7 separate regions of the Mus musculus genome follow, and all the other regions are linked to region 3. The links are chromatin contacts, called in public Hi-C and promoter capture Hi-C maps. All regions are on one chromosome and are shown on one strand. Each heading gives the region's core, a stretch centred on a gene start, on an enhancer-like site or on the middle of the called end of the contact. The rest is flanking DNA. Distances are from core to core; before and after follow the strand shown.

Region 1 (2,721 bases), core at 96-2,595, 1.7 Mb after region 3:
AAACCATTTGGCATCAAGAGAGCACATTTTGGCAGTTCTGAGTTAATCTCCAGGAAAGCCTTTGTGTAACGCTTTAAGAAAATGAAAAAAAGATCAGTAAGCAAGATTTTTAAAGGCCTACTTGGGCATATGTTTTTAATGAACAGATGACTTACTGGGATAGTTCATCTTTCTTTATAATTGACTCAGGCCATTTTAAAATAAGAAGAAACACATGGCTGAGAATGCAGGTTCGTCTCAACCACAGAATTAACGATAATCCCTGAGCGTCACTGATCGCCGGATTTGCAACATACTTCGCCCCAGTTCAAGGGGTGTCCAGCGGAAATTACAGTCCCTACAACCACACTGCTTCAAATGTTTCCGACGTACTCAACTAGTGCAATACTGTTCATTTCCATCCTCAACTATTCTCGCTGTAATTATTAAAACAGCTGTCAGCTGGGCTTCGGTGACCTCTTTGTACAGCGTTTTTATTCAACGCCGTGGATCCTGAAGGATGCGTCATCTCCATCTTACTCTCCAAAAACCAGATCTAAGATTCCAATACGCTCTAAGGGTCTCTGAACATCATTCCAATCGGAACTGGCACAAACTAGACCTGATCGCTCAACGCGGCAAGGGCAGGTCGCACTGGCATTTAGGACAGAACTGGCTCCGGCGAGCCGCAGCTCTTTCGCTTTCACGCACCTCTCCCGGGACCATCGCGCCTCCTACGCCCCGGCCCGCACCGAGTCTCCGACAACCGCGCACGCAGCGCCGCTGGCACCGGGAGCGCGCGGCGGCACGGCGCGCCCCCGCGATGCCGTCCGTCCCGGTGCGCTGGCGGCGCCCTCCCGGCCGCGCCATGTTCCGGTAAGCGGCGGCCAAGGCGCTCGCGCTAGCCGCCGCCCGAGCGTCGCCCAGCGGCGGCCCCACCTGCGCCGCGACCCGTCAGGATGCCGGGCGGGGCGGCCACCAACGGCCTGTCACGGTCCGGCCGGCCGCGCCGCGGGCTGGGCTGGGCCGAGTGGCGCGTAGCACACGGCTGGGCGCGGCTGGCAGAGGCGCAACCCCCCTACCTGGCTCCGGGGAGGAGACGGGGCACCGGGCTGAGGGTCTCCTCCCTGGTACCCGGGACAGACTCGAAACCGCGCCCTCCTTCCTCCCCTCTGGTCGCCACGCCCCCCTGGCCCGCACAGACCCGAGGCTCAGCGGGCGCAGAAGGGTTCACCCCCTGAACGAGGACCTCCGGGTGGCCGCCGCTGCCGGTGTCTCCGTCGCCGCTGCAACAGCCCCTGATGCCGCCGGGGCCAGGCTTAAAAACATCTCCGGTCTTGGTCGGTCTCTCACCACAGCCTCCTTGCTCCTGGACAGCGTTCTCCGCGATTGGCTGCGGCGCGAGCACGTGACCCGGGCGGACACGTGACTCCTGCAGGCACGGGACGGGCGGCGTGACCGCCGTGCCCCGCCCCCGACGCGCCCGTCCCTGGGCTCCCCGGAGGAGCGGAGCGCGCGGCGGCGGGTGGCGTTCTTGGGGAGCGAAGCGGAGCGGGTGGAGGGGGCCGGAAGTCCTGGAGCCGCGTGGGAGTCGGAGCAGCCCTCGAGCCGTCGGCCGGGGAGCTCCTCACGCGCAGTCACCACCACCGGAGATGTGCAAAAGGCGGCATGGGTGCTGGCGCCCGGCGGAGGAAACGCACATATTTTTGCAGGGTTTGAGTTGGGACGGCAAAACCAGCCGGAAACCGGGAGGGTTTTGTTAGCGGTGGTCGTGCGGGCGGGAGGGCACCGCAGCACTGTGGGGCAGGTCCGGGTTGCGTGACTGAGCCGCTTCGTGCGGCGCGGGCCGAGGGATGTCCCAGCCAGACGCACTCTGTTCCCAAAGCACGGCTCTAAGCACTGCTTGCAAAGAACGCATCGGTAAGCTCAGTTCTAGCCATGCGATCCTGTGACCTTTCTGAGCAGAAATTTCACCAAATTTGTTCCTGTGGTACTAAGTCTCATAGGGCGTGTGAGGAAATTTTACCATCGCAGCAGCTTGTCCTCAGACTTCCTTCTGAATACTTTAATCTACAGCGGTTAGCCTGCAACCGTTGTGCTTTAACCACCCTAAGAAGTTACATACTCCACAGGAAACCATCTTCTCCCTCTTCGTTAACTGTGGCCTCCTTCAGTATCCGTTAGTATCTTAATGATTTTAAGACAGTCCTATCAATAATAAGCTGTAAATTCTGATGTGAGTTTTGGGCTTGACAGGGACATAAACCTTCATTAAAAAAAAAAATCAGGATAGATTGTCTTCCATTGTTCTCAGCTATAAAAAACTTTCAGTATGAACAGTCTTCTAGAGAAATCTGTGTATGTGTGAACTGGGGACTGAAGCTCTGCCCTTGCTCATGCCAACCAAGTACCCAACAGTGGTGTATAGTGAGAGCTATATTTCTGGTGAAAACTTAACTTTAAAGACCTACCTTAGACCCTAAATCATAAGCACTCACAACCAGTTAGTCTTTTTATATAGGCAGAGCTGGAGAGATGGCTCTGGGGTTAAAAGCACTGTTTGAAGACCTAGATTCAGTTGTTCCCAACACCCACAAGACCACTCAAAACCTTATGTAACTTCAGTTCCTGGGTGTCCACTGCTCTCTTCTGGATTTGGTGCACACCACGAGCACAGGCAAAACACTAATCCACATAATATAAATCAAATCTAGCTTAAAAAAAAAAAAAGACAGTCTCATT
Region 2 (3,057 bases), core at 418-2,917, 1.6 Mb after region 3:
AAATTCAGCTATTGTAACTTGTTTCTAGATTCTCTGTGATTGTTTGTTTGTTTGTTGTTTGAGACAGGATTTCTGTTTAGCCCTGGCTATACTGGAACCCGCTCTGTAACAAGGCTGACTTCAAACTCACAGAGCTCTGCCTCCAGAGAGCTGGGACTGAAGGTGTGTGCCACCACCAGCTGGCTTCTAGATACTTCGTTTTAAAATTTACTTAACAGCAACTGCTATTAAACTAACCTATCTCTCTTGGGTCTATGGGACACACTGAAAAACAAGAAGCACTCTACTGACTGCAGACCTCTGAAAATGCTAACACCACTAACAGGAGTTCTTCATTTTGAAGAAGACATCCAGGACCTTGAAATCATCGAGATAATTCCTACTACAGAAAGTGATGGGACCTTTCCTTAAAGTGCTGTCTGAACACTAAACCAAAAGTAGGCTTATAACTTATCACTGAGTACTTTGTTAATAACGGCCAAGTATAGGTAATGCTACCCCAAAGCACCAGTGTTAGCCCACCCCCGTTCCATCAACACCACCAAAGCTGGGCAGTGCAACAGCTCAATGCCCACACTATAGCACTTCTGTCACAAGCACAGACCTCTAATGAAAACAGCTGTGATCTCTAAAAACCTTAGGGTACGCACGCTGCTCTCTCTGGAAGAATCCTTGTAATAATCTCCAAACTTGAACCAGCCCTACCTACTTCAGGAGACTGGAAAGTGGAGTAATTCGTCAAACCTGTTTCACAACGACATATTTAAAAGATGGAAAAAGAAAGCTGGCCTCGACTGAGAACACTCTGGTACGAAAACGCTTGAAAACGCCGTTGAGAATGGAGCTCCTAACTCCAGATCAGACAGAACACTTCTGAACCCTGGAACAAGTACCACTGCAAACAGGGTCGTCCCCTTGCCCAACGCCTGCCACGGGCGACAACAGGAGCTGTTCCCCCGACTCTACCCGGCAAACACGGAGACAGGTGGGCGAGCCAGATGCGCGAGGCAGATGCGACCCATAAACCGGAAGGCTTGCGTCAGGCCAGTCCCCGGCCGCAGCTCCGGCCAGGTGTGGCCCGCAGGGATGCCCCGAGGCCTGGAAGGGTCCGAGGAAGCAGCTGGACTCCCAACTAGCCTCTGGGTCCCAGAGCAACACAGGACACACCCGGGTGCTCCCAAGGAGGCCTGTCGGGCAGGCGGCGTGACCCACCCCAAAGGAGCAAGCTCCGGGGTGAAGCTTTCACGGACAACGTAAGGCGGGGCGGCCACGCCCCCCACCCCCAACTCCCATTCCGAGCCCGGGATCCCAAGCCCGGCACGCTGCGTGACAGGCGCGGGCGCGAGGCCGGGCGCCCGACGGCTCCCACGGACACCGCCGCAGCGTTGCGACCCCCGCGAGCGTCCGCTCCCCGCCACTGACCAGTGCCTGCCGCCGAGCGACCGTCCGCTCCGCTGCAGCCGCCGCCGCCTCCTCGCACTCACGCTTCCGCCACAACCGCCGCCTCCTGCGCTGCACCCCGGGCCGGCCGCGGGAGCCCCATTCCCACCCCGCCCAGCCTTCGCCTGTTTACAATGATTGGGACAGAACAGGACGAGCCGGCCCAGCGCGCACGCGCACGCCCTCCTCCCGCCGCAGCCGGCTTCCCGGGTCCTCGGCTCCTTGGCCGTGACGGCTAGGGCCGGCTAGGGCAAACGCCCCGCGTCCTCGCGTGGGGCACGCCGGGAGTTGTAGTTCTAGTTAACCCAACGCCCCGCTGCTGTAGGGCCCTTGTCTCCGACATAAACCACAACGCCCAGAAAGCACCGCGCCTCCCGAGCTGGAACTCGTTAAGGGGGAACAGGGAACCCGCGAGAGGATGCGCCAAACGCTAAGGCTCTGCAGGCGCCTGCGCAGTGTTCTGGGGAGCGAGTGGAACACACACACCTACCGGAGCGAATCCAAGTGAAAACAGTGTGGGAGCCCTGCGGAGCTCTGCTGGAAAGAAAGCGCGTTCCTCCCCAAGCTCTGGCCTGGTGTCCGCAGCTACTGAGAGTGACACTTTTCCCCCCAGCGTCTGCGTACTTTAAGTGGTTCCAACCAGTTAAACCAGCCTGGGCTGCTGACCCACCCCGCCTCTGGGCGGAGCACCTTGCTGGCCTTCTTTGGGCGGAGATCTTCCTTTGGAGAATTCTTGCCTGGGGGTTTGGAGAAAGGAGGCTTCTGGGGCCAGGGCTGGGCAATCCGCAGGACCCCTGAAGTGTGTTGACTTGCGGGAAACTGCTGGCTCCCACCCACTTGCCTCCGCAGTTAGCAATCCATACCCGAGTTAAAGCCGCACAGCATCACGTTCAGCTTACAAATAGAAACAGCTGCGTATCCTCCAGAAGTCCCCCACGAAGGACGGAAAACGTGTTGGCTGGTGCATACTGTAATAAACAGCACTCCATGGAATTATTCTGGGTTTATGACATTGGCAGTCAGAAGAGAGATGAGATTTCTAGTGTCTGCTTCTTCACTGATCCATCGTGTGCTACACTCCCAAGCCATCTTTGCTCAAATATGACAAGTCCATCCCCTTGTGCAAAAGAGTCACTCCCAGTGGAACACTGAGGTCCTAGAGGGACCTTTCCACAACCCCTGTAGCAATAAAACAGCCTCCATGAGAAGATGGCCTGTGAGTACGCCAGTTAAATTACTCCTTCCCGCTGGCAGTTCTGATTTGGTCAAGGGATAAGCACTGCCTGAGCGGGGCTTTATGGAGCCTTCCCTGGAATTGACATATGGGATAATGAGGTGGGGAAAGAGGCTTTTTTTTTTTTTTTTAACTGAGTAATTTACGTGTAACATCACGTGACTCGTTCACCGTGGAAGTGAATAAGGCTGAAAGCAGAGAAGTGGGGGACACAGCAAGGGAGAGGGAAAAGCAAGAGTGAAGACTGACTTCCTTCTGAGCCATAGTTTCTGCAGAGCCTTTAAGTGCCGCGTTTACGTGAGCCAATCCAGGAGTAATCTATGCACACTTTTTTTTATTATTTATTTGTGCTAATGGAGGTGCAAATAAAGAGCATATTTATT
Region 3 (2,857 bases), core at 110-2,609:
TCAGTAGGAATACTTAATTAAAGTCCATCAAATTAAAGAAATAGGATGTACCCTTAGATAGAAAAAGTATTAGGGAGGCCTACATAAAACGGGAGTCTATGTCCAAGATATATAATTAGAAGAAGCAAGCTTTACACAAATGTGCTCAGCATAGCCCTCACCCCCATCCCTGAAGGAGACAACTCTGCATGTGTGTGTATCTTTCAAGATGCGTTTGTGAAAGCACTTGGAAAGATGACCACCAAACCGAAATACTGGTGGGGCACTGAAGGATGAAAATAGTCACATATTAGTATTTATTTAATACTTCTCTCTTTATACTGCTGAATTTTACACGGAGGGTGCATGTCTGTAATAGAAGAATAAAATTATTTCATATAAAAAGACATGAAATCCAGAAGACAATCACAAACATGTTACGTTTATTTCTGTTATTTTTTTACGTTCCTGTATACACTCATCAAATGACCTGTTAAGTCTTCAGCAATGACTGCCATCTTAAAAGAAATAATAGCAAATATTTCGTGATAAAAATAGAGTAAGGCCTCTTTAAAAAAAAAAAAAAGAATCGTATACTTGACAGAATGAGGATCGTCAAAGCAGTTGTCTATGTAGACATACAATTTTTTTTTTTGTTTTATTTTATTCAACTTGGTCTGGGCAGCTTTCAACTCACCATTTTTAATGTGCGCAAAAAATGATAAACCTGGAGGCATCTTGGGGTGGGGGTGGAGGTGCGGGTGGGGGCGGGGAGGGGAGCCCTGAAGGTGCCTCTGACAGGCGTGCTGGGGCCTAACGCTGACCAAGAAGACGGTAGGCCACTGGCACTGCCTGACAGGGTGCCTGGGCCTCGGTGACAATCGGGGAGGACGCAAATCCGGGAGGCAGGGATGGAAGGCGTGCCGTGCCGGGCCGGGCAGGGGCCCCGCAGGCCTAGTGCGCCACGGTCCTCCGCGGCGGGCCTGAGGGTGGGCGGCACTGGCGGGCCGCGAGGGGCAAGGCGCCGGGTCCTTGACCAGGGCACCAAGGACAGCAGACAGCCGGCGGGAGCGAGCGGGCGGCGGGCGCGGCGGCTCGGGCTAGAGCGCGGCCCCGGGCGGGATGGCCGGAGGCCTCTCAGTCGCCAACCCCACCCACCATGGCCGGCCACGGCTCGGTCCGTTCCTCGGAGACCCCCGAAGCCGAGGCGCCTGGGCAGCGGCTCCCTCACCCAGATCCGCTCTGACAGAATCAGCCAGAATGGAGAGAGAAAAAAATAAAAATTGCCCTCACCGAGATGTGCAGCGGCTCCAGAGCGAGAACAGCGCTCGATCCTCCACCCGCCACCACCGCCTTCTTCTCCGCCTCCGACTCCTCCCCCGCCGAACGCGCAGCGGCTGCAGCGGCGGCGGCGGCGGCGGCGGCGGAAGCAGAGGTGGTGACGGCGGCGGCGGCGGCGGCGCGTCCCGCCCCTTGCGCTGCGAAGGAGGCGGAGGAAGGGAGCGCTTTAGCCCCGCCCCCTGAGGGCGCAGCCAATAGACTTCACGGCCCTCTGCAGGGGGAAAAGCACGCATCCAATCGCAGTCCTAGAAGTAGGCCTACGTCATGGTTGGACGTGGCAGAAAAAGGGAAAATAACTGGGGCTGTCTCTCTGCCTGGCGCCTGCAAGCTCTCTCCCAGGCCCTTCGCGGATTGGCCGAGGAGAGTGGAGACGCGCTTGGCTCCGCCCCCTCTCTGGCCCTGCGCCCGCCCCTGCAGCACTGCGACGTTTGGGCGGGGGCGGGGCGCCGAGGCCCGATCCACTGTCAGGCCTTTTGTGGTTTGGCTGGGAGAAAAGGGCGGGGTCTCCCGAAGGGAAGGGGGTGTGGAGAGCTGAGCGCAGGACTGGCGCAGTTACACTTCTCCCTCCATTCCCGCATGCCCCCCAGCAAAATGGAGGTGCAGAATTCGGTTCCCAAGGCTGTGAGAAGTTACCCAGTATTTGCAATTTGAAGTACAAGAAAAGAAAATCCGAAACCAGTTGCAATTCTGATAGCAGCGAGGGAAAGAAACGTACGAAGAGCTTGTTTGCTGTGGTTCTCTGTGGTGCGTGGTACCCGCCCACCACTGGTCAGACCCTCGCCCTGCTCTCTGATTCTGTTTGTATAAAGCAGCTATAGGTGAGATGTAGATTTGGCCTGACCAGAGTTTAGCAGCTGACAGCTAAGTTATATCGGGTGTCAGGCTCGGAGTTATCAGCTCTCGTCTCATGCAACCAAAATAAATACAACAGCTGGAGTCCCTGGACACCTTGCTTAATTTAAACCCAGTCACAGTTTAAGTTCGTTATGTCAGTGATGCACATGTCCCCTTTTCTCATCCTGAAGCCTGCCTGCTTCTCTGATTACAGCCTAGCTCTCTTCTCTTAACTCCCCGCCCCCACCCCCAGCTTCATCACCCAGAGCTCAAAAGCCCAGGATATATTTATCACGTGGCCTCCCTACCCACACAGATTAAGAGCCCCACTTCTTGTGATGTCCTTTAGCTGTAAAATCTGCCAGTGAACTGAAACTACTTTTTCTACCATCGATGTAAAGAAATGATTCGACATTTCCCATAAAAACACGAGAAATTGCTAGACATTTTGTGAAACCAAGTTTAATTCCCAGAATACCCCAGTAGCATATATTTTACCCGCCCCCCAAATTACTCTTTTACATGTCTCCAAGTCCTTGCTCTCTTGAAAGAGAATGTATATTTTAACTAATTTTCCTTTAGAGTCTTGAAGATTGGTTCAGTTGAACACACTAACAGGTTGGCAGGTGCAGGACTTCTCAAATCTCAATCATTTCCATACCATGTCTGGGTATACTAGAATGAACTACAATCCAGAAGGGAG
Region 4 (3,012 bases), core at 234-2,733, 1.6 Mb after region 3:
GACTTGGGGGAGAGGCGCAGGAACCACAACCATTCTTAACTGCATTAAGAATTGTAGGTAAATGGGAAGATATTCTGTTAGTACGGTAGATTCTTCTGTTCTTAAGAAGTATCACAGTACAGAAAGAAAACAGAGGGGCACCAGCACAAATTCTCACAGGGGTTATAAGTGGGGGCTGGCAAGATAGCTAGGTGGCTAACAACACTTGCCTGACATGCCTGAAAGCCTAAGTTCTACTTGGGAGGCAGAGGTTGGCGGATTTCTGAGTTCGAGGCCAGCCTGGTCTACAGAGTGAGTTCCAGGACATCCAGGGCTACACAGAGAAACCCTGCCTCGAAAAACCAGGAAAAAAAAAAAAAAAAAAAAGGAAGAGAATTGCCTCCCTCCAAAGTTGTCCTTTGGCATACACACCATGGCGCAGGTGCACAGGTATGCTTGTGTGCGCATAAACACGCTCGCGCACCCACTAAAATTTTAAAGATATAATTTCTTAAGGCTAAAACACAAATTCCCAACAAAATCAATTAAATAATAGCTGGGCCTGATGAGACACGCCTGTGATCCCAGCATTTGGCAAGCAAGGCAGGAGGATAATGAACTGCAGGCCAGCTTTACTTCCAAGTTAGATAAATTAACGATAAAAATAAGGGGCTAGAGAGATGGCTCAATGTCTTAAGAGCACTTGCTACTCTTGTAGAGGACCCGAGTTCGGTTCCCAGCACCCACACTGGCAGGGCACAAGGGTCAGCAAGCCCAGCTCTGGGGCATCCAATGCCCTCTTCTGGCCCCTATAGCAGTGCCAAGACGAAAAGTGTGCATACGCATACAGACGCATGCATTTTATTTTAAAGGAGTCAAAATAAATCCCCTCAAAACAATAAAATACAATTTTGATGTAGGGCCGGTTAGAAAGTGGACCCTGCTGGTTACAAAACTAGGAGATGGCGCTACACCACAGGCTCTGCATGGGGTATGACTCCGTTCTGAAACAGAAAGTCCAGAGCTCCTGCCCGCCGGCGGGGAACCGTTAGTAATCCCATTTTCTCGCCCGCTCCCTGCGGACCCAGCCGGCTCCCTGGGCATCCTGCCCACAGCCGGTGCGGCCCCGTCGCCGCTGCCGGCCGCGGGGACCCACAGACACCCCCGGCTGCCCCGAGCGTCTTCCCGCCGTCCTCCGGGAATCCAGGTGACCGCGGGGGAGGAGCGCGACACCCCACACCAGCGCCCGGACCCGAGGTTCCGAAGGCGGTGGCACCGCGGCCCTTTGTCCCCGCCGTTCGGGCCTCTCGGCGCCCGCATCCCCGCCGAGCGCCGCGGCCTGGCTTCCTAGATGCCGCCCGCCCGCGCGCCCGAGCTCGCTCACCGTGGCCCCGGCCTCCTCCCGGCCGCCGAGCCTCCAAGCAGCTCCCGCGAACCCCGGCGCCGCGGACACACAGGCCCGCGCTGTCCCCGGCCGCTCCCAGGCCCGCGCCGGGCTGCAGGCCACGCCCCCTGGAGCCCGGGCTGGGCACGCCCTCGGCCACGCCCCCAGGTGTGTGCGCTCCGGCCTCTCGCGGAGCCGGGCCCCGCCCATCAGCCGTCTGGTCTGCTGCCACCTGTTGGGCGGCTTACCTCTGCTGCCAGCCGCTGTGCCCTGCGGTTCGGTTCAGCAGCTCTGCCACAAAGCTGATTTGTCCTCCTTACTGGATATAAGAATGAGGCACAGGGCAGATGAATAGAACAGGACTGATACTTGACGTGCGAGGCAAGGTTCATTTTAAATACGTGTTTAAGCACCTAGGGATCACTGGATACGGATCTGTCCCACACTTCAGTCACTAATTCATAAAAATGTTAAGCCTGGCACTGCCAAAAAGGAGAGAAGGCAGCAGTGAATCCTGCTCAGGAATGTCACTAGGTATGGGAGGGAGACCAACTGGAAGAAGCCTCAGTTGGAACGGAGGTCAGGTCAGTATTGGCTTGACCAGTCATTGAGTCTTGAACTTTAGGAAGATGGGGCTTATCCCACCAGTAGCCCACAAATAAAGTACATTTAGGTCTTTACCATAACCATTGCTTTTCCAGCAATATTCCACAGCCATTGAGTTGGAGCCCACATGGCCAGTTCACTTTGGGAGCAATGGCCTAGTGTCAAACCCTTTCTTAACCTAGGAAGTGTCTTAAACTCTCCTTGGTTTACTGGGAGGCAGCAGCCTAGAAAAAATTGGCTGAGATGGATAGTAATAAATTACTAGCTAATGTGGGTCATAGTGCTGGTATTAATACATTTTGTAAAGTAAGCATAGGTTTTCTTTAAAAATCGGGGGCTGAGTAGATGGATCAGTTAGTAAAAGACCAGGGTTCAGATTCATATGCCCATATGTTCATATGTCAGGCACAGGGGTTGATATATGAAACCCAGCCCTAGAAGGAGGTAGACATAGGAGGATTTCTGGGTTCACTAAAGCTCCAGGTGCCATGAGAAACCCTGTTTAGGAAAATCAAAAGTAAGAAAGCCACCCAAGGTGGTGGTTCAGCTCATAAGGACATCTGTCACCAAACCTGATGACCTTATATTTAGCTGCCACCAAGCCTTATAGTCAAGCCTCAAGATCCACAAGGTGGAAGTAGAGAGCCAATTCTTGCAAGTCATCTTCTGATCTCCACATGTGTGCCACAGAAGGAGTGCAAACACACACACACACACATGCAAGTACACACATACACACACACGCACATATATACACGTGTGTGCACACACATGTGCACAAGTGCACATACACACGCTTGGGTGCGCGTGCATATACATACATACATGTGTACACACTATTTTAAATATAGGATGACATAAGAGTATGTTATACACCAGCCATGCACATATGCACACACTAATAGGTGCATATACATCCCACACATTAAATGAAGCTCCCCTGAAAACTACCCTAAGAAAACAAGGGTCTACACCTATTAAATTTTACGGATCTTATTCTCAGCATTATTTATGAGTTACAGAGATTACGATCCACTACATCA
Region 5 (2,790 bases), core at 97-2,596, 1.5 Mb after region 3:
AGAGATTGGTTGCTGTTTGTTAAGTAGTTGTGAGTAAAGAAACAGGAAGAAGAAATTAGATATACCTGACTACGAAGATCAAGCTTGCTCCAAGAAGCTCATCAACCCTCATCAGCAGGAAGTAGTCCAATATATAATGATGGCCCCTTCCACCCCTACCCTTTTTTAGTATTAGGGAGTTGAAAGGGTGAAAGAAGAGGGGTGGAAGAAAGAACACACAAAGTAGCCAAAGACCACCTACAACTTGTTCTGATTCCCCGTGTTTTAAAATGCCAATATGTTGCCTTGAATTAGGACTATGGTGCAGAAAGGAACAAGCTGAACCTTTAAAATCCTCCTTTTTTCATATCAGACTCAAAAACGGGCATCATGTATGAGACTCATTTTACGGGCGACCATTCTGGAGACCTCACTGATGTTGGATTTAGACCTAAGACTCACAGAAATGGGACGGCGAACTGGAGTCAGAAAAATCTGGATTTTGCCCTACTTTGCCTGGGGAACCTACAAGAACCGTTTAACTCTCTTCAAACAAAGGGACCAGTAAGATGTGTGATAGTTCACTCGAGAAAAGCGCTGCCAATCCCAGGCACCCGGCGACCGGACTCCCGAGGTAGCAAGCACGGTGCTGGATTCCTGACAGTCTGCCATTCCCCGGAGAGGCGGAGGGGGCAGGTATCCTCGGCGATCCTCCCTGCGGTCACAAGGCTAAGAACCGCGGAGTGACTGGACTCGGCCTGGCCCGCGCGCCCGGGCCGCTCAGGGTCAGCTCGGGCGGGCGCCAGGGGAGCGCGCGGGCTCGGAAGCCGGTGCCGGGGCTTTAACGTGCCGCGCCGCACGGGAAGGCAGGCCGGCTGGGCCGGCGGAACTTTTGTCATTCAAACCGTCGTCCGGCCCGGGGCCTGGGCTTTGTTCAGTCACTCGCGAGGCCTGGGCGCGCGGGCGGAGGCGGCGCTTCCTCCACTCGGAGGCGGGAGGCTCGGCCGCGGACCGCCGGCGACGCACGAGCAGGTCTGGGAGGGGCGCGGGCGACGAGCGGCGCGCGGCGGAGCGGGCGGCGGCCAGCGGTGGGCGAGGCCGGTGACCCAACAGAGCTGCGGGCCGCGGGGACCCCGCCCGCCCGGCTCGGGCACACGCCGCAGGTCCCCCGGCGGGCAGCTCGTGCCGCGCTCCGCACGCTCGGCGCCAGGGCGCCTCTAGCCACGGGTGGGAGCGCGCCTCGGGGCCGGGCCGGCCGGGCGCGGGAGGCGGGCGGCGGGCAGCGGGCGGCGGGCGGCGCGCGGGCGGGCGGGCGTACGGGAGCCGCCGCCGCAGGCCCGGGCCTCGGCCCGCCCCGCGCGCGCCCCCGCCGGCCCGCGCGCGCCCACCGGCTCTCTACTTGAGCGGCTCGCGGAGCGGGATCCCGGGAGACGAGGAGGCGGGGGCGAGCACAAGATGGCGGGTACGTGGCCCCAGTTCCCCGGGCGGCGGCGGCGGCGACGGCGGCGGCTCCCCGCGCTCGGCAGTGCCCGGGAGAGGCCGGCGCGGGGAGGCGCCGCCGGGCGGGCGGCGGGCGGCTGGGGCGCGGCGCCGGCCCGGGACGCTGACCCGGCCTTTCTTCTCTCCCCCGGCGCAGACCTCTCCCTGCTCCAGGAGGACCTGCCGGAGGACGCGGACGGACGTGAGTGGCGGGTGGCCTGGCAGCCCCGGAGGGCGGCGGGCGAGCGGGCGGACTCGGGACCCCGCCGCGCTGGGGAGCACCCGCGTGGTCGGACCTCGGCCGCCGCCCGCAGGCTCGGGCCGCGGGGCGGCTGTTGGGGAAGCAGAAGCCCGTGGGGCGGAGGCCGGAGAGGGGACATGGGTGTGTTTTTCCTGAGTGTCTTCCGCACCCTCGCCCCGATGAAGGAGGCGGCGGGTGCCGGGAGGTGTTTCCGCAAGGCTCGGGGGGCTGTGCGGCGTGCGGTGCTCGGCCCGCCCTCGGGGGTTCCCTCGCCCTAGTGTGTGCTGGTTACATACCTGTGTTGTACTTGACCTCTGAGCCGTTTCGGGTCCCCACCACCACCACTCACTCACACATTTGATTTCCGATTTTCGGGGAGGTTAGTAGGTGTGACCTTGGCAGGATGCAGTGACTAGGTTCAGAGAGCAGCTTTTTAAAATTGGGAGTGTTCAAAGCTCATTCTGGTACTTAAATGCTAAAATTGCAGGTTTCCGTTGAGATATTAAAGTTTTTAAAGAGTTGACTCTTTTTGTACATTAAAAAACAAAAAACAAAACCCAGTCAGCTTGTGGACATTGTTTCCATGTGGTGAAGGAAATGAGTTATTTAGAAAGATATCTTTCATTTTGAGTGTGTTTTGTGTTTTTCTAAGCTTCAGAAAATAATGGTGGTTGGAGACAGAAAAGACTATGACTTAGCTAACTTTATATGGGAAGAAGTTGTGAATTACACTTAAGTAGAAATGCTTTCTACTCGTGTTAATGTTTGCAGATAGAGTGACTGGTGGAAAATGCATTTTAGGAATAAAGTGTGCACAAAATGTTATTAAGTGTAGTTCATGGGAGATCTGAAACCAAGAAATATGCAGAGTTGAGCTGGTTGCTGTGATACAAGAGCTGTCTGGTGAGGGGAGAGAGCCTGCCTGGACTGGGGAGTGTGATTTCATACCTGTTCCGGTAATCCAGAGATGCCTTCGCGAAAATTGCTCTTACAAATGCTATGCAGATAGTCAGTAGCATTGTCTGATAGGATTTTCTTTACTCCACTTAAATTCCTGTTCTGAGCAATGGGAGGTGTTGCCTTGAGAAAGT
Region 6 (2,839 bases), core at 239-2,738, 1.8 Mb after region 3:
TAAAATAAGATATAAATTCACCTATCAAATACACAGCAAGGGGCCATCAAACATCACCCATCATTACTCTACTCCAGCAGGGCATGGAAGCTCACACCTGTAATCTCAGCACTCAAGAGTCAAGGCAAGAAGACCAGCAAACATTCAAGGCCTACATGCCACACTTAGCAGGCTCCAGGCCAGCCAGGGCTGCATGGTGAGATCTAATTTCAAAAGGAAAAAAAAAAAGTACTATAATCCAATTCACACTGTTACCTGGACCTAGAAGTACATTAAGGCTTCAAATAACTAGGGACAGACTCAACATTCCCATTTCACAGCTAAAGAAACAAAGACTAATTCTCTAGGTCATGTCACATAACTACAAAAGGTCACCTGGGATGCCTAAGTCTAAAGCCCCAAATGGTTTGTTTACACACACACACACACTATATATATATATATATATATATATATAGTCTTTTGTTGAGAACTTAGTTTTTGTTTTACTGTTAGGAAAATAAAATCCAACCAAACAAATAAGGCTTCTTTCTTCCCTGTAGTTGCCATGTAGTTAATTTCAATAGCCATTACTTTCTGTGTGCCCATGCACTCTCCGGACACAAGCTCAGCTTGTGAAGGTCAGACCACAACTAGTCCTCACACCTGGAGGCCAGCACCTTTCCACCCTGAGCTACCTCGCAGGCCCTGGAATCTGCATTTTAGCTTCGCTTCAGTGTTTCAACTTCAGTTCAATTCCTTGGCCTATCTGAGATGCACCTGACACTCAAATGGCCATAGAACTACGACTCTTTGGTCAGTGCGGTTACTCGTGCTACTACTATTCTCTCACGGTTAATTCCTACGATTCTCTGCCGAGCATTTCCTAAAATGAATGAACAACTTCAGTAAATGAAACGCTGGTCACCTTTATCTAGTCCTGAAGGAACTCGGCAAGCCTTTACCAAGCCTATCAGCGTTTTCTCCAGCATGCTTTTAAATCCGATGCAGCGCAGCCGCTATGCCTGACAGACAAGCAGCCCAAAGCTTCGCTGCTAGGATCCTGGAAGCAGCGGGCCGCCAGGGCCCCCCACTAGCTTCCGCACCAGGATAAATGACAATCGCCTTCCTGACCTTGACTAAGTTAGGGGTGACTTTCCCCGGCCCGGTGCGGGCGGCCCGCCACCCGCCGCCACCGCAGCTGCGGAGCATCCCGGAGGCACTGAGGACGAAGGCCGCGGCGTCCCCGCCGCCGCCAGCTGACCTGTCCAGCGCCTAGGGGTCTCCGAGGACTAAAAGCTAAGGGAGGCACGAAGAGCGGGAGACTGTGGCGACAGTGCCCGGGGTTCACCCCGAGCCTCTTACCCACTGAGCAGCGAGGCCGGTCGCCCTGGCCCGCAGCGCCAAGGAGAACATGGCGGGGTACGCGATGCTCCGACCCCGGCCGCTCTAGGCTGACTGGGAACGAACGAGCCCGGAGGCCCGGCGCGCGCGGCCCCGCGCCCAGGACGCACGGCGCGCGCGCGCTCACGAGCCCTGGCCTGGGCGTCCCGAACGGTACGCCGTTCCTGACGCAGCGGCGCGCGAGGGCTGCTGGGACCGGTGGGCGGGCCCGAAACAGCCCAGTCCCTAAAAGGCCGGCCCGGTTGGGCCAGCTGAGTCCCCGCCCTGAGGACGAGGCTCGCCTTCTCGAGGCTCTTGTGTTTGTTGAGGACGAGGCGTACCTTCTGGGGGATCTTGTGTTTGTTCTGTCAAACACCTCCTCTGGTATTGCAGTTATTTCTTTCAAAATTCGTTTGGTTGAGTCTTTTCTTACATACGATCGTATTTAAAGGGCTGCCACCTAGTGGACTTGGACAGCAAGTGCCTTGGCTCCCAAGCCTTTGCGTTAGAGTCTGTAAAACGACAGGCTAAACTGGAATTGACTTCGGGATGCCAGTGAGTGGGAGGTAGAAATGATGACTGTTGATGCTGCGCGGTAGACGAACAAATATTCTTTGTGCTTGTGTATGCTCTAGACATTTTCCATGATAAAACTGGTGGAGGGAGGAACCTACTGTCTTCTTGATTTTTGTTTGATCTCAGGAAACTCCTAGCAGCTTTAGTACGCATCGTGCTGTTTCCAGCTGTCGGTATTTTACACAGGTTTTGAGTGATCCTCAACCTTCAGACAGGCGCATACTGCCACCTTGGGCTTTTAACTTATTCTTGACTCTTCTTCTGACTGTCGTTTTGTGTGTGTCTTCTCTATCCACCCCTTTCTTTTTGCTATAATAAAGTTGTGAATAGTTTCCGTAATTTTGACAACAGAATGAAGATTCTGAAAGGTTATTCGTCATGAGTTTGTTTTTTTAAAAAAACAAAAAACAACAAAAAAAACCACCCAAGATAATCCATTGCAACCTGTGTGAATCATATTCTACAAATTATTAGACTCAGCCGGGCGTGGTGGTGCACGCCTTTAATCCCAGCACTCTGGAGGCAGAGGCAGGCAGATTTCTGAGTTCGAGGCCAGCCTGGTCTACAGAGTGAGTTCCAGGACAGCCAGGGCTACACAGAGGAACCCTGTCCCGAAAAACCAAAAAAAAAAAAAAAAAAAATTATTATTCGACTCAAGAAATAGTGTTTCTAACCAATGATACTAAATTCTTTAGTTCCTATTGCATTATCTCCAGTATTAGTTTACCACTAATAAATTTGCTTCAGTACTTCTCTGAGGGAATGAAAAGATACTGAAAAAGAAAAAATAATCCGGGTCCCATTACTGATTTGTTTTATTGTGTGCACCCAAACATATTGTCACCATCATTAGCAGCTGTAATACTTTGGCCTTTTCAGAGTCTCATGTTGCCCAACCTGG
Region 7 (2,787 bases), core at 196-2,695, 1.8 Mb after region 3:
CCACCATGTGGTTGCTGGGAATTGAACTCAGGACCTCTGGAAGAACAGTCAGTGCTCTTAACTGCTGAGCCGTCTCTCCAGTCCTGTTTTTGGTTTTTAGAATATCTACAGGGACAAGACGATGCTTTCCAAACAGAGGCCCTAAGAACATTGAGTCTTAGGACTGCTTAAGATCCTGGGTTTTCACCAGACAGTGCAGGCCTTTAATCCCAGCACTCAGGAGGCAGAGGCAGGTGGATCTTTGCATTTGGGGCCAGCCTGGTCTACTGAGGGAGTTCCAGGACAGCCAGGGCTACACAGAGAAACCCTGTCTTGGGAAGAGAGAGAGAGAGAGAGAGAGCGCTGAGATAATCAGACATAGCCCTCCACTCTGAAACTTGATACAATCAAACTTTAGGGAACAGTAACTCAGTCCCAGAGCCCGGAATTGGGGTTAAGGAGCTAGAAGCGAAATCACATATAGCCCTTCTCCCTCTTCTACTGCAAGCTCTGTCTTGAGCCTTTCAAGCATATGTATAGATGACAACAGAACCAACAGAATAATCAAAGGCTCACAGATCCCACTGGGGACTAAATCCCACAACTGCCAGGCTCCCTATAAAATGGACACTAAAGGGCAAAGAACTAATCTTTCTTACATCTCTCTGCAAAAGAGCGAGAAGGGCACCAAGCTTGAGGGTGTGGTTAGGATTTTTAGCCACAGCCTCTGAAAATGGATCATGTTCAGTGTCCCTAGTGCAATAAACAGAGACGTTTATAGTGACCAATTGCTACACCTCCCGTGCTGTGTGTGCTTTTGTAACTAGTGACAGAAAACCAAATCTCAATGGACTTACTGTTCCCCAGAGCCTGTCAATTTTTTTTAATTCTGCGTTACACTACAGGAACAGTTTCTAAAAACAATCACCATAGTAGTACACCTTTGTCATGATTGTGAAACAGATTCAATATCTATAGTAAGGAGGAAACATAAATACATGCATGATGAATGACCTCATCAAAAACCCTCTTAGTACTTAGTGGCTTGTATACATCTGATATTTGATAGTTTCTCTTTTCTACATTTAACATTCTTTGAGAAATCTATTTGAATCTTGGGGGCTGGTGAGATGGCTCATCGGTTAAGAACACTGGCTGCGCTTCCAGAGGTCCTGAGTTCAATTCTCAGCAAGCACATTCTGGCTCACAGCCATCTTTAGGGAGATCTGATGTCCTCTTCGGGCAATTGCGGATGTATATGCAGCAGAGCACTCATACATTAAATAAATACAATTTTTTAAAAAGCGCAATATTTCTGGGGAAACAACAACAACAACCCCCAATAGCCGGTAATACAAAAAAACTAATATGGAAGGTTAGATCAAAGCTCAAACACAGTTCTAATCCAGGCAATATTGAAGCACAAGGCCCGCGGTTGAGCGGCAGCGCGCAGGCGCAGTGGCTCGGGGGCGTGGCCACGTGGAGGGTTTTCTGCGTGCGCGCATGCTCCTTCAGTGAAACTGCAGTTTAAATTCAGCCGCGGCGGCCAGGCTCGCTTGCCGGCCTCAGTGAGGCGGTCCTGCGGTGGCGATCGAGTTCGGTGCTGTGTGGGAGAAGCGCTGCGACCGAAGGCAGAGAGGTGAGAAGGGCACACTCGAGCGGAGGCGGAAGCCGAGGAGGCTGCCAGGGGGCAGGGTTAGCCGAGCGCGCCCTACGGCCGGACGTGGGGGCGGAGGCGGCGTGGGATGGATTGGAGCGAGTGGCAGCCCAAGTATAGTGGCGCCTTCGGTGAGTGTACGTAACAGGTTGGATTCTAAAATGTAGAGAGTCTGTTTTAAACGATTTTCAGGGGTTATTGTATATAGTGAAGTCAGGTGAAGACACAGGTTGACTGATAATGAACTTGAGATCCAATTTGGCAGTGTGCCTCAGGGACCATACTGTTGCATTCTCGGCTGCACTGCCCCCCCCCCCTTTTTTTTAAGGTTGAGGAAGTTCGGGAAGTCGACCACATTTTGATGGAAGTGGCATAAAAGTAGGATTAAATAATAAATACATGGTCCCTGCATGCAGGACCCTGTCCTGAAATCCCGGCTAGCTTGCAGTTCTCATGTACAGGGTTTCCCTGCCTGCCCGCAGCCCGGGTTCCTGGTTTTCCCAGACGGCGACATTCTTCACCTCCGAGTGCATCATTTCAGGAAATCTCCTGTTTAGCCTTGCTAAGTTCTCTGTTGTACTTAGGTGAGCTTGACCATAGCAGAGCGCTTCGCACCTGGGTTAAATGCGTACTTTTTCTTCTTTAATGCTACTTACTCCTTAACACCCAGCCGCTTTCGGTTGTAGATTAAGCTCTGGGCAGCTGCTAGGCGAGGGCTCCACTAGTGAGCAGTGTCTCCAGCCAGCAGTTCTGTCATGATATCCGTGATAGGTTAAGTGAAATTAAGAAGGGGGTGGGGTGGGGGCTCTGAAGAGTGCTTAACACATGTTAGATGCTCAGAATCTGTGGTTACCTTTAAAAACTTACTTTTACTATTTTATGCATAGTTTGTATGTCTGGATCCTCTAGAACTGGAGTTAGAAACAATTGTGAGTTGCTGTGTGGGTGCTAGGAATTGAACCTGGGTCCTCTGGAAGAGCAGCCAGTGTTCTTAACTACTCCGCCATCTCTCCATCTCTTGTTGGCTACATTTCTTTACCCTCTCTTCGTGTTTTAGTGGTTTTCCAGTTGCATAGCTCTTTTTATTACTGCATTTTCTTAAATTTGTTGTGTGGCCTTTAGTTTTTGTTGTTTTGTTTTGCTCGGTGCTT

The links. Promoter capture Hi-C pulls out the DNA fragments that hold promoters and counts their contacts. Hi-C and Micro-C count contacts between places; a contact is called where the count stands out from the background.
Region 1: a promoter capture Hi-C map of pre-B cells shows a contact between it and region 3, with 7 times the contacts expected there. The contact joins the promoter of Ankrd12 here to the promoter of Pja2 in region 3. A contact is called at or near these places in 5 of 39 promoter capture datasets (the 3T3-L1 cell line, hippocampal neurons, liver and 1 more), 1 of 484 Hi-C or Micro-C datasets (regulatory T cells) and 1 of 115 datasets of contacts at active chromatin or transcription factors (astrocytes).
Region 2: a promoter capture Hi-C map of liver shows a contact between it and region 3, with 6 times the contacts expected there. The contact joins the promoter of Ralbp1 here to the promoter of Pja2 in region 3. A contact is called at or near these places in 5 of 39 promoter capture datasets (the 3T3-L1 cell line, hippocampal neurons, liver and 1 more) and 2 of 115 datasets of contacts at active chromatin or transcription factors (astrocytes and embryonic stem cells).
Region 4: a contact with region 3 is called in a Hi-C map of B cells, with 7 read pairs. The contact joins the promoter of Twsg1 here to the promoter of Pja2 in region 3. A contact is called at or near these places in 2 of 39 promoter capture datasets (embryonic stem cells and pre-B cells), 2 of 484 Hi-C or Micro-C datasets (B cells and CD4 T cells) and 1 of 115 datasets of contacts at active chromatin or transcription factors (astrocytes).
Region 5: a contact with region 3 is called in a promoter capture Hi-C map of pre-B cells, with 7 times the contacts expected there. The contact joins the promoter of Ppp4r1 here to the promoter of Pja2 in region 3. A contact is called at or near these places in 8 of 39 promoter capture datasets (the 3T3-L1 cell line, 3T3-L1-derived adipocytes, HPC-7-derived erythroid cells and 3 more), 1 of 484 Hi-C or Micro-C datasets (the G1E-ER4 cell line) and 1 of 115 datasets of contacts at active chromatin or transcription factors (astrocytes).
Region 6: a promoter capture Hi-C map of pre-B cells shows a contact between it and region 3, with 7 times the contacts expected there. The contact joins the promoter of Ndufv2 here to the promoter of Pja2 in region 3. A contact is called at or near these places in 8 of 39 promoter capture datasets (the 3T3-L1 cell line, 3T3-L1-derived adipocytes, the C10 cell line and 5 more), 1 of 115 datasets of contacts at active chromatin or transcription factors (bone marrow-derived dendritic cells) and 1 of 9 other capture datasets (liver).
Region 7: a contact with region 3 is called in a promoter capture Hi-C map of pre-B cells, with 6 times the contacts expected there. The contact joins the promoter of Ddx11 here to the promoter of Pja2 in region 3. A contact is called at or near these places in 4 of 39 promoter capture datasets (the C10 cell line, hematopoietic stem and progenitor cells, liver and 1 more), 3 of 484 Hi-C or Micro-C datasets (B cells, CD4 T cells and regulatory T cells), 3 of 115 datasets of contacts at active chromatin or transcription factors (astrocytes, bone marrow-derived dendritic cells and embryonic forebrain) and 1 of 9 other capture datasets (liver).

The regions. Positions count from the first base shown.
Region 1 is chr17:66,075,701-66,078,421 of GRCm38.p6, forward strand. It overlaps Ankrd12 (ankyrin repeat domain 12), which reads right to left and starts at 1,346. Exons shown (of 13, transcript NM_001025572.1): 1 at 1,184-1,346.
Region 2 is chr17:65,883,256-65,886,312 of GRCm38.p6, forward strand. It overlaps Ralbp1 (ralA binding protein 1), which reads right to left and starts at 1,668. Exons shown (of 10, transcript NM_001198949.1): 1 at 1,423-1,668.
Region 3 is chr17:64,330,524-64,333,380 of GRCm38.p6, forward strand. It overlaps Pja2 (praja ring finger ubiquitin ligase 2), which reads right to left and starts at 1,360. Exons shown (of 10, transcript NM_001025309.1): 1 at 1,273-1,360.
Region 4 is chr17:65,949,704-65,952,715 of GRCm38.p6, forward strand. It overlaps Twsg1 (twisted gastrulation BMP signaling modulator 1), which reads right to left and starts at 1,484. Exons shown (of 5, transcript NM_023053.3): 1 at 1,364-1,484.
Region 5 is chr17:65,782,009-65,784,798 of GRCm38.p6, forward strand. It overlaps Ppp4r1 (protein phosphatase 4, regulatory subunit 1), which reads left to right and starts at 1,347. Exons shown (of 20, transcript NM_001114131.1): 1 at 1,347-1,441; 2 at 1,616-1,660. The coding sequence starts at 1,435.
Region 6 is chr17:66,100,071-66,102,909 of GRCm38.p6, forward strand. Ndufv2 (NADH:ubiquinone oxidoreductase core subunit V2) reads right to left here and starts at 1,489. Exons shown (of 8, transcript NM_028388.3): 1 at 1,345-1,489. The coding sequence starts at 1,395.
Region 7 is chr17:66,122,075-66,124,861 of GRCm38.p6, forward strand. It overlaps Ddx11 (DEAD/H box helicase 11), which reads left to right and starts at 1,446. Exons shown (of 27, transcript NM_001348292.1): 1 at 1,446-1,618.